Linked DNA regions of Mus musculus: regions 1 and 3 are each linked to region 2. The links are chromatin contacts, called in public HiChIP or PLAC-seq maps. All regions are on one chromosome and are shown on one strand. Each heading gives the region's core, a stretch centred on a gene start, on an enhancer-like site or on the middle of the called end of the contact. The rest is flanking DNA. Distances are from core to core; before and after follow the strand shown. Region 1 has its middle 16 kb from the start of Serpinb1b. Region 2 holds the start of Serpinb9b (serine (or cysteine) peptidase inhibitor, clade B, member 9b). Region 3 has its middle 18 kb from the start of Serpinb6b.

What was found. HiChIP or PLAC-seq counts read pairs in DNA pulled down with a chosen protein or histone mark.
Region 1: a contact with region 2 is called in a BATF HiChIP or PLAC-seq map of CD8 T cells, with 13 read pairs. The contact joins the enhancer-like site here to the promoter of Serpinb9b in region 2. A contact is called at or near these places in 1 of 39 promoter capture datasets (macrophages), 3 of 15 datasets of contacts at CTCF or cohesin (CD8 T cells, the NIH/3T3 cell line and large pre-B cells), 5 of 484 Hi-C or Micro-C datasets (LSK cells, frontal cortex, liver and 2 more), 7 of 115 datasets of contacts at active chromatin or transcription factors (CD8 T cells, effector CD8 T cells, embryonic stem cells and 4 more) and 5 of 9 other capture datasets (adipose tissue, bone marrow-derived macrophages, embryonic stem cells and 2 more).
Region 3: a contact with region 2 is called in a BATF HiChIP or PLAC-seq map of CD8 T cells, with 11 read pairs. The contact joins the enhancer-like site here to the promoter of Serpinb9b in region 2. A contact is called at or near these places in 2 of 39 promoter capture datasets (macrophages and second pharyngeal arch cranial neural crest), 2 of 484 Hi-C or Micro-C datasets (liver and nephron progenitors), 3 of 115 datasets of contacts at active chromatin or transcription factors (CD8 T cells, embryonic fibroblasts and pancreatic cancer cells) and 4 of 9 other capture datasets (adipose tissue, embryonic stem cells, liver and 1 more).

The regions. Positions count from the first base shown.
Region 1 is chr13:33,066,236-33,070,299 of GRCm38.p6, forward strand. It overlaps the pseudogene Gm18316. Among named protein-coding and RNA genes, the nearest start is that of Serpinb1b, 16 kb to the right of the region's middle. Within about 2 kb of position 2,091, at least 44 of the 459 cell types and tissues checked have an H3K27ac peak or open chromatin away from gene starts, as enhancers often do. A contact at or near this core is called in CD8 T cells, bone marrow-derived macrophages and memory CD8 T cells, where this site is marked.
Region 2 is chr13:33,025,981-33,029,458 of GRCm38.p6, forward strand. It overlaps Serpinb9b (serine (or cysteine) peptidase inhibitor, clade B, member 9b), which reads left to right and starts at 1,434. Exons shown (of 7, transcript NM_011452.3): 1 at 1,434-1,620; 2 at 3,472-3,478.
Region 3 is chr13:32,981,563-32,985,065 of GRCm38.p6, forward strand. No RefSeq gene overlaps it. Among named protein-coding and RNA genes, the nearest start is that of Serpinb6b, 18 kb to the left of the region's middle. Within about 2 kb of position 1,324, at least 9 of the 459 cell types and tissues checked have an H3K27ac peak or open chromatin away from gene starts, as enhancers often do. A contact at or near this core is called in CD8 T cells, where this site is marked.

The sequences.
Region 1 (4,064 bases), core at 841-3,340, 41 kb after region 2:
GACTTTTTTTGCAACTGCTCAACCAGTTGGATGCACCCACCAAACCTCTGCTGTTGCTCACTGAGGTGAGAGGGTTGTGGTGAGGAAACATTTTTAAAATGTATTTTTGAGCTTCCTGATTAACTTAAAACAGAGAGCAAGGCTGCAGTTTAAAGCACTCTCCAGAGATAAAAATGAATAAAAAAAAAATTAACTCACTCAGTAGACAATTTTGCCATCTTGAATGAGTTAAGTTTATCACTGTGGTGAGGACCAAATAGAACGTGCCTCAATTTATTTGAAAAGATCTGATCATTCCAAGTGAAACTTCAGCTTTGGTGGGAAAGAAGAAAATTAACTATACAGGGTACCTACCTTATCTGCTTTCTTTGAGGAACATGACAGTGCTTCAGACAAAAAGATCCCCATAATATTTTCTGGAAAGGAACTCCTGCACATATTTGAAGAGAAAATCTCATCACATTTTCGAAATCAACCTGCCATTCACTCCATTTGCACTCACTAGAAGCCTATTCAGTTCAAAGTTGGTGATGTTCCTGAGAGGCAAGAGAAGTTCACTGAACTTAGTAACAGTGATGCAGTGAATCTAGTGTATACCCAGAACTCACATGCAAGCAAGTATTTGGTGAGAGATCCTGCCTAAAAACCAAATGGAAAGCAACAGAGGAAGACACCAAATTTTGATCTCTGGCCTCCATATAAGAAAACTCTCTCTCTCTCTCTCTCTCTCTCTCTCTCTCTCTCTCTCTCTCTCTCTTTCTTTCTCTCTCTCTCTCTTCTCTCTCTCTCTCTCTCTCTCTCTCTCTCTCTCTCTCTCTCTTTCTCTCTCTCTCTCTCTCTCTCATACTTTGTATGGGACGGTAGGAAGACAGCTGGATGCCATCGCAGGAATTGGCAAGTTCCTGCTCGTCACAGGCTAAAGAGGTTTAAACTGCTTTAAACGACTTTGTTCTGAGGAGTGAGTTCTGACACGTCCTGCTTGAACAGAGCTGTCTAGAGAAGTTTTTCTTTAGGGTTCATTTCTTCAGGTTTTAGCTATCCAGGTACTCAGAGGTCACCACAGCCACATGCATGTGGGTCTTCATCCCTTTATTTCTGACTGGCATTGTATATATGGGGGTGGGGTGGGGTGGGATTGTATAGGTTTCTGCTTAGATTTCAAAAGAAGTCTTGGGAACCCAGTGTATGGAAGGATCCATTCCACTTCAAGAAGCCAGAGTCCATGTAAGAGTGAAACATATTCCACACTTCTCCAACTTCTGCTGCCTGGAAAAGCTGTAAACAAAGAGTACATTCAGCCTCAAAGAGAGAGATCAGGTGAACTGCTGCCAACCAATCCACAGGACTGGGACTGCCTAGGCCTGTTAGAGCTTGAGTCCTGCTCTCACACACTCTGGATGCCAGACAGGGCTGAGGATTTAACCTTTCTCTGCTAGGTTTTGTTCTCAAACTAGTCTGATCTCTCTTTACAGCTTCCCATTTTCTCTATTTGAAAGAGAAGTGTGCATTTGCCACCGTGTATTGGAAGCATGTGCAATGTTCTTTGTGGTTTTCTCTGGACTTCAACACCAAGAGTGCCTTGGCTCTCAGAGCAGACTATGTACTTGATAGTTTTACACTGTTGAAACTGTTAAGGGTATGGAAGATACATTTTGCAATATATCAGGGACATAGGCATTTAGGGACCAAGGAAAAATTACTGTTTTGTACTTTAAATGTTTTCCCCAAACTTATATGCTGAAGTGTTTCTTTCAACTGACAATAATGTAGGAAGACAGCAGAAACTTTAAGAGGCAGGGACTCATGGGGGAAGAAATGAATAGGGCATGCCTGTGAAGGAGATTTTGTCACCCAGACACTTCTACTCTGCATCCTTTCCTGTAGTCTGTACAGAGTGAGAAGTGTAGCATACAAAGGGCTCACTGCCATAATGCACTCTCAAGAATGCCCAAGAAAGTATGAATGAGCAGCCGCAGACTGAATCTCTGAGGTTATGAGCCAAAATAAACCTTCCTCTTTTGAGTTGCTTATTTTAGTTATTTTTTTGTCACACTGCTAGAATCTGATAGATACAGAAACCGCCCCTACAGTGTGTGCATGCTACAATGCTCTTCAGAGGCAGGGTTGTGGGTGGGGTGGACTGTTCTTGATTTGGCAGCAACTTCTGGTTTCCTTGAAAGGCAGAGAATCTTCACACAGTTTCTCTGAGTTCATATGTGCATTACTCCTGCTGGGTTTGCGTGGTCATGTTTCCTTGGTGACCTTCATCATCTTGGGCTCTTATAATTTTTCTCCTCCTCTTCCTCAAGGTTCCTGTGATCCTCTTCAATTTGTGTTTCCACTTTCAAGTGTTGTCTGTTTAGATCTGTACCCAATCTTTAATTGAGTTATTTGCTTTCTTGATGTCCACGTTTTTTGAGTTCTTAATACGGTTTCAGTATTACTCCCCTGTCAGGTGTGTACATAGTTGGAAAAAAGGGAAATCTTTGATATTGTCCTTACTCATACCAAAGCCTTTCTGTTTCACCATGTCCATTTATTGTTGATATTATTGTCTGTGCTAGCAGTGTTATGCTCAGAAAGTCTTTTCTTGTGCCAATGAGTTCAAGACTATCCCCCACTATTTATTCTATCAGAGTTAGTGTATCTGGCCATACATTGAGATCTTTGATCCATTTGGAGTTGAGTTTTATGCAGGGTGATAAGTTTGGATTTATTTTCATTTTTCTACATATAGCCATACAATTTGGCCAGCATCATTTGTTACAGATGCTGTCTGTTTTCCAGTATGTATTCCTGATTTCTTTGTCAAAAAGTTGGTGTCCATTAATGTATAGGTTAATTTCTGGGTAGGAAATGTGATTCCATTGTTCAACATGTCTGTTTTTGTGCGAACATTATACTGTTTTTATTACTATAGCTCTGTAGTGTAGTCTGAGATTGGAGAAGCTGAAATCTCCAGCACTTCTTTTATTATTCAGGATTGTTTTAGTTATGCTGTTTGTGTGTGCATGTGTGTGTATGTGTGTGTTTCTGTATGAAGCTGAAATTTGTTTTTTCAATTACTGTGAGGAATTGGGTTGGAATTTTTATTGAGATTACATTGAATATGTGGATTGCTTTGGTGGGAGGGCCATTTTTAGTATATTAACCCACCTTATCCTTGAGCATGGGAGATCTTTTCCATCTTCTGCTATCTTCTTCAATTTCTTCCTTCAGTGTCTTAAAATCTTTATTATACAAGTCTTTCACTTGCTTGGTTAGTTACCCCAACATGATCTTGAGGTTATTGATTTTTGTGACTTAATTTTGTATCCTCATATTTTTCTGGAAGTGTTTATTAGGTGTAAGAATTTCCTGGTGGGATTTTTAAGGCCATTTATGTATACTACCATATCATATACACATAAAGATACTTTGCCTTCTTTCCTTCTGACTTGTATTCACATAACCTCCTTCAGTTAGTTTATTGCTCTAGCTAAGAGTTCATGTTCTACATTGAATAGATATGGAGAGAGAGCACAACCTTGTCTTGCTTCTGATTTTAGTGAATTGTTTTCAGTTTCTCCCCATTTAGGTGAGGTTGGCTATAGGTTTCCCATAAAGTGCTTTATTATGTTGAGGTATGCCCCCTGTATCCCTATTAGAGCAGGAGGGCTTTTTTATCATGTAGGGTATTGAATGTTGACAAAGACCCTTTCTGCATCTAATGAGCTGGTCATGTGGTTTTTATGTTCCAGTCTATTAAAATGGTACATGGCATTTGTCAATTTATGTACATTGAACTCATCCTTGTATCTATGGGATAAGGCCTACTACTTGATGATGGTAAATTGAGAGTGGGTTGGAAATGGAGTTCAGGAAGGAGATCACCTACTCAGTTTCGCCACTTCACCAGTGGGTTTTCTAGGTATAGAGGTCCTGTGGGAGTTGGTGGCTCACATAATGGGATGTGAGGAGGGAGGAATACTGGGTCTCAGATTTATGGAGTCCTCAAGGAATGGAGGCTGTCTTAGTCAGGGTTTCTATTCCTGCACAAACATCATGACCAAGAAGCAAGTTGG
Region 2 (3,478 bases), core at 184-2,683:
ACTGCTCGTGGAGGACAGATAAGGACAGAGGTTGCAGAGGAAGCCAAACCTTTCCCCAAGCAAGATGAGCAAGAGAGCCACAGGCTAAAGGTCATATAGCTGTGCTCACTCCCTGCTGGGTGAGGGGTTAGCAGACTCTTGTGGAAAATGGAGCTGAGCAGAGAAGATGAGCACTCTGGAGAAATCCAAAATGCACCCCAGTGGGCTTCAGGGAGGAAGAGTTGGGAGAAAAGCTCCCATCCATAGGTTATACGGAGAGCACGTGGAGTGGAAAGCTTTATCTAGACTGAGTGCACCACAGAGGTTGAAACTGTGTGAGCTCTCAGGCTCAACCAAACCAAAATTTGATATTGTCTAGGAGAAGTAAATGAATGATCCTGTAGACAGGATGAGCCTTTCCTGGGTCTGTGAAGTCCTCCTAATGTTCCTATTTCCTAGCAAGACTTCTTTCTGCCTGGAAGTTCTGCTTATGAGTTTGCCCTCATATAGCCTCATTCTTTGTAGTTTTAAAAGCTTGTCCTTAAATAACTAAACAAAGAAATACTGGCTCTCTATTAGCTATAAAGGAGATTGAGAGTTTCTCAGCAACTTTGTAAGATGTAACATCTGAGAGCCACCAAAGCCATACATGAAGCTACTGCTGAGTCACTGCAGCCATGCTCTCCTTGAGAGCCCTGCATGCTTGGGTGTGTCTCATTCTCTGTTTTCCTACTTTTCTTCCCTTTGTGTTTTACTCATTTTAAATATATTTGTGTTTGCTTCTCAATAAATCCAACTCCATCTCACACTGTCTCTTCATGAAATTTCTTTCTGTGCCAAATTCAAGAATGGTGGACTCACTTGAGTTGAGATTTCTGGACACAATCCAACTCCTACAGATGGCATCGAGTAGCAAGACTGTTCTCTGTGCCCCAGTCACAGCCACCTTGGACACTTAAGGCTGAGCCTCTGAAACATCAGGTTAGTAATAGAATACCACATACATGAGCACATATTCTGTTCACAAGAAATGCTCATGACTGAGGAGAAAAGCATGAAATGCATTAGTATTTGACAGGAGAGTAGGACTAGTGTTTAAGAAATTGGCTTTGAGCTGGGTAGTGGTGGCACACACCTTTAATCCCAGAACTTCGGACACAGAGACAGGCAGATTTCTGAGTTTGAGGCCAGCCTGGTCTGTAGAGTGAGATTCCCAGGACAGCTAGGGCTACACAGAGAAAGGGTGACTTGATTAAAAACAAAACAAGAAGAACAAACAAACAAACAAACAAAAGGAAACGGGCTTTGATACTGCGCACCCTCCATATCCCCCATGCCCCACCCCAAACCAAGAATGCTATCCAGCAATGATTCTCTTTGTCACACAGCAAAAACTCCTGCTATTTTCCCTTCCTCTAAGGGCCCACCCAGTTTTTTTTTCCCCAACCCTCACCAGTCCTCTTCTTGCAAAGGATAGAGCTGGAGGCAGCCTATCTCTCTGTAGGTGGCCAGAGGCACTAAACAGGAAGTCCCTGCCCTGAAGTGAATGAATAAAAGGCTCAGCTGAATCTGGAAGGCTGCTGTGTTAAGCTATAGGGGACATCCAGGCTGAAAAAGCTACATTGAGCAGCAGCTACTCAGGTAGGTTTTTTGCCTGGCTCAGATTGGGGTTGTGGGACCTCCATAAGTCAGTTTTAGAATACAAAGGCTGAATCCAGGAGGGAAACTCAGGAATATTAAGTTAGGGAAAGAGAGAGCTGGGAGCTGGTGTGTGATGGGTATTTTAAAAAGGAGACTCCAAGAGGAACCCCAGCTGGCCAAGTGTCAGGGAGGCTGATCCTGGGGACTGGGACCTAGGCTGTGTTGGCTCCTCTTCTACTAGTCAGGTTAGGGGCTGCAAGGTGTTAGCAGCCTCTTCACAGGCCTCCTTCCGTGCTTCTTCTCAGTACCTACAATTGGCAATTTGACTGCCTTAGCCTTCTCTCCTCCTTTCTTACAAAAGTGAACTCTTTTAAATCAGGTCCTTTTAAACATCTGGAGGTCTCTAGTCCAAATTTGAGCACTGCTCATTGCCATTTATAAAACAGTTCACTCCATGCTGACAGTAATCATGTCTTTGATGAATTTATCTGAGTAATCCCTTTATCTGACGCTGCTTCCAGGTGCTTACTCTTAGGGTGTCAGACATCTCCCTTAACTTCACAGAGATCCAGAATATGGACGATGGTGGACAGCAATCAGTAAGAGAAAGGTGACACTTAAGAGTAATGAGCAGACCCGGGGTGGGGCAGCTGCACTAGGGTAGGACAGCAGAGGCCCTGAGGCTGTCCTGTTCCAATGAAGTTGGAAGGGGGAGGAGTTTGAACTCAGTGACAGGGATGGGGTAGGAGAACTTCTAGGTGAAGTAAACAGCACTTCAAGGACTCAGAAGCAACTTTAAAGTGACCTAAGGGTAGGCAGGAATGCAGGAGGAGGGGCAAGCTGGGTTAGATGAGAGGACCACCTTGAGGGTAATTCATTTGATATAATGCAGCCCCACCTTTCCCTCAGAGCCCTGGGAGACTTCAGGGGAGGACCCAGAGGATCTAAGTATACTCCCAGGATGCTGTGTCCCTCTGTCTGAAGAGTAGGAAGAAGCATGGGTTGAGGTGTCCTGAGACTCCCGAGGCTTTTGATCTGTATTTTAGCACAGTACCATGCACTCTGAAACAGACTTCCAGGGTTCAAGAGTCATATGACAGTGAGAGCACAGTCATGGAATGCACAGTGACTCAGACCTGGGTTAAGGCATCTGGAGCAGTGACGTAGTCTGGGTCAAGCTGTCCATTTATCTGGAAGCTGAGGCATGCTCAAGAGAAAAGCAGCCTGGGTGTCTGCAGAGGATACAAGGTCTCCTGAGCAGTCACTGCAGGGGAATGCTCCCTGCTACACAACAGAGTTGATAACACCAGCCTGTTTTGGGGTGTCATTCAGCATCTCAGAGTCTTTCCTGTCTAACTGCAAATGGGCACTGTCTCATGAGATATCTGGGTATCTCAGGAGACTTATTCACAGGCAGAGTCCAGAATGCAGAGTTGCTGAAGGCAGGCTAGAAGACCTAGATGCTCCTGTCTGTTTTCTTCCTTGCTTCCTCTTCTCTTCCTCCTTCTCTTTAGCCAAAGCTCAACATTCTTCAGAAGATATGTATGTGTGTGTATGGAAGGAGACTAGAGCCAGCCTCTCTCTGCTGTGTCCTGGGTTTGTTTCTGATGATCTTTCCTTTCTTTTCCTTTCTCTGTAGATGAGAAAGAAGGTAGTATGGTCTGCTGCCATGGCCACACTTCCTAATAACTTTAAAAATGGATAGACTGTGAACTAGAACGAATTTTTGAAATTCAATTTAAAGTACTTATGATCTTGGAATATTAATCAGAAGTAGAGTCCCAAGTTTCCCTGCTTCCGACCAATGAACCTTCACCTCTGTGTTGAGTCCCATATCTCCTTTCCCTCCAGACTCTGC
Region 3 (3,503 bases), core at 74-2,573, 45 kb before region 2:
TAAAGCCGCAAATGAGAATAGAATAGTATACCACGAAGAAATGTTCCTAGGAAAGTCCCCTGTCCCTGAATCGTGATGGGTAGGAAATCAAACTGTAACTTGACAAAAACCCCACAAATGTGGCTTTTGTGATTTATTTTTATACTTAAAAGCTCTGTAATTTTTTGGCTTACAGTCACAGTTCAACTCCCAAGTCTGTTTTGCATCCCTGATCAATCAGTAGTGGCTTGATAGCAATAATCATTTATTTCCTGAACTGACTTTTCAGTTGTGTTGGATCACAAGCAGACCCTGAAACACCTCTTTTTCACCATTGCCCATAACAATAGCCTCCCATGATGTAATTCTCATATGTGGTCAGGATGTAAAACACAGATGTGATTATATATGTCCTCATCTTAATAAACTGTTTATGGGGGTGCCCCCTAGACTAAAAGAGAAAAAGAAACCCCAGTGTGAGAATTAATTTGGGTAGATCAACACACTCAGTCTCTGAATCATAGGATTTGGTATTTTTTCAAATGTCAGTGGAGATATAGCTGAATGCTTTCAGAGGAAAAGACCAAGGTCTCACAACCACACTATGGACTGTTACTCATTCCTGAAAACAATATACCTAGCCATATAAAGACATCCAAGAACCTTATGTGTATATTACTGAATTAAAAGGGCCATTCTATGCAATTAAAGTGATTTGACATTATAAAAAAGGTGAAACTACAAAGAGAAAAGATCAGTGGTTGGCAGGGTTGTGAGACTGATGACAGATGTCTCAGCAGAGCACAGAAGGCTTCAGCATAATGACTTTTGCTCTGCTCGATGATGCACAATGTTGGACACACATCCTCATCCAGTTGTTCCAACCCATAGATAATTAGGAATATCCAACATTGCAAAGCATATTAGCTATTTTACTTGTTGCTGTGTCAAAATAACTTAGAAAAGCAATTTAAGGAAAGAGGAATTCAGTTTTGACGCTCACGACTCAAGGTTATAGTCCATCATAATGTCAGGAACTTGAGGCAAGTGGGAACTTTGCATCCACATTTGGGAAGAAGAAAGCAAAGTATTTTCGGCTCAAATTCTTCTTTTTACTCATTTAAGACCCCAGCCCATGGAATGAGGCTGCCCTCTCTGGATAAGTATTGTTATCTCAATTAACCTAATCAACAGGTGTGGTTCATCTCCCACGTGATTCTAGAATCCATCAAGTTGAACATGTGAATCATCCCTCATGTATCACTCTGTTGTGGTTTCTCTTAGGCTCTGCCTTCTCATTTGTGTTTGTGGTCACTCTCTGGGCAAAGAGAATGTGATGACATTCAACCTTGGTGTGCACTACTCGAATCGAAATCACTGGGTGGACTTTAGTGTGCACATTAGATCAGTATGTTATATGAAAGGGAAAAATGCAAATAATGAGGAGATAAAAATTTAGATGACTTAGTTTCAGAACTAGAGAAGGGGCCCACATCAGCTTCATGACTAATAATGTCTATAGCTCACGTGTTGGAGTTGGTCTGGTGTTGGTGTATTTTCACACACATCAACCAGCTTTTGTTGTGCAAACCTTGCTTTAGTTAATGGGTCAATAAAAGGCTAAATCATATGATTGGGCGGTAGAGAGAGGAAGATGAACCTTCCTCATAGGGAGAAAGGAACTCTGGTGAGAATAAAAAGAAAGGCTTTTCACAAAGAGACACGAGCTGGGAGATGGATATGACTACAGGGCTAGAAAGTATAGCTAGCCACCTGCTGGATAAGTGATCAGGTTAACTAGATGAGCTAGTTGAGTGTATGCCCAGCCAAGGCATAGGCTTTGAGATATTATAAGGTCTTTCTGTGGTTATTTGGGGAAGTAGCTGTTTAAGGAGCAACTGTGTCTGTATTAATTTCCAGCATTAATTGATATATACAGAATATTAATCTCCTTTTACACTCACAAGACCAGTTAAAACTTGTCCTGTTCTGTTCAAGAACACTATAGCATAGGAGTGGAATGTTCAAGCACCTCAGAGCAGGATAAAGGATGTGGAGGAAGAGGAAAAACAATAGTGGAAAGGTCACTTGGAAAATCAGGAAAGTCCAAACTGAAGGACTAAATGTCACCACTGAAGAAAATAGAATAAGCTCTGTGTATGTTTGGCTGTGTAGAGGATAGTGTACTAATGACTCCTTGGGGAGAGTTTTGGGGTATATTGGACTGGAAGTCAAACTCCATGGAATGATGAAAGAACCAGAAGTGAGATTAAGTCATGGTTCCTAGAAGCAACTGGAATAGAAGGATGAAACAATAAGGTAGTACTCCAGGCACCACCAATAAAGGAAACATGATTAAACATTTAAATACAGGGCAGAGTGAGCATACTTATAAGAATAAGAACATGACTCCAGTGGATTAGAAAATATTAAAGACAGAGAGAGGGGCACATAGAGGACTTGTGTCAGGGAGATGGGCACTCCTCCATGGGCAGGATAAAGGAAACTCCCAAAACTCTTCCTTCCACAGTGAGCTGCCTTGAGATAGATGGCTCCTAAGCCTCTTTACCTACTCATGTTTCTCCACTGAGAGACAGGGGTGATGTTCATTTACGATTTCCTGGAGTAATGACCTTGACACACACCTGACACCTCAAAGATGGCTCCCATGAATTGCTTATGATGCTCCCATCTGAGTGCCTGAATCCATCTACAGTTTCTTGGTGGTCTTCCCTTTTTCTTCAAGCAGAGCAGCATAGACTTTGGAGTTGGTGATATGTGGGCTCAGACTGCATGTTTACTCTTTGATGCACAGGTGCTAGTCTCATGAGTTCCTATCTCACAGACCCGTGTGCTGATGACTTTGACATCCATGGGGGGCACGTTGCTTTAACTGAAGATATAAAGCAACAAAAACCCACCTGGACCAGATTTCAGATGTGCTGTGCAAGAAGCAGAGTTGTGTTTTTCAAAAGCAGCCATGTCTTTTGAAAGTCTGAGGTGTGGTTCTTTTGCTGAAACACTTTTTTTTTCTTAAGGATTTATTTATTATATGTAAGTACACTGTAGCTGTACTTCAGACACACCAGAAGAGGGTGTCAGATCTCGTTATGGATGGTTGTGAGCCACCATGTGGTTGCTGGGTTTTGAACTCCGGACCTTTGGAAGAGCAGTCGGGTACTCTTACCCACTGAGCCATCTCACTAGTCCGCTGAAACACTTTTGAAGGTAGATCATACCTATTTAGATTTAAGAGCAGTGCTAAGGAAGAAAGAGATGAGAGAGAGACAGAGAGAAAGAGAGAGTCAGAGAGAGGAAGAGAGAGAGAGAGAATTAGAGAGAGAGAGAGAGAGAGAGAGAGAGATGCCAGACTGCATAGTGCCAAGGCAGAGCCCTTTGAGGCAAATGGCAAATGGAAGAGGGAAGAGATGGATATCCAAGGCAGGCAAAGGAAAAGTCAAAGATGGCTGTTGTTCTGAAGGAGACTAGCCAGGAGGTGACAGGAATACTCAGCTGTTTCTTCT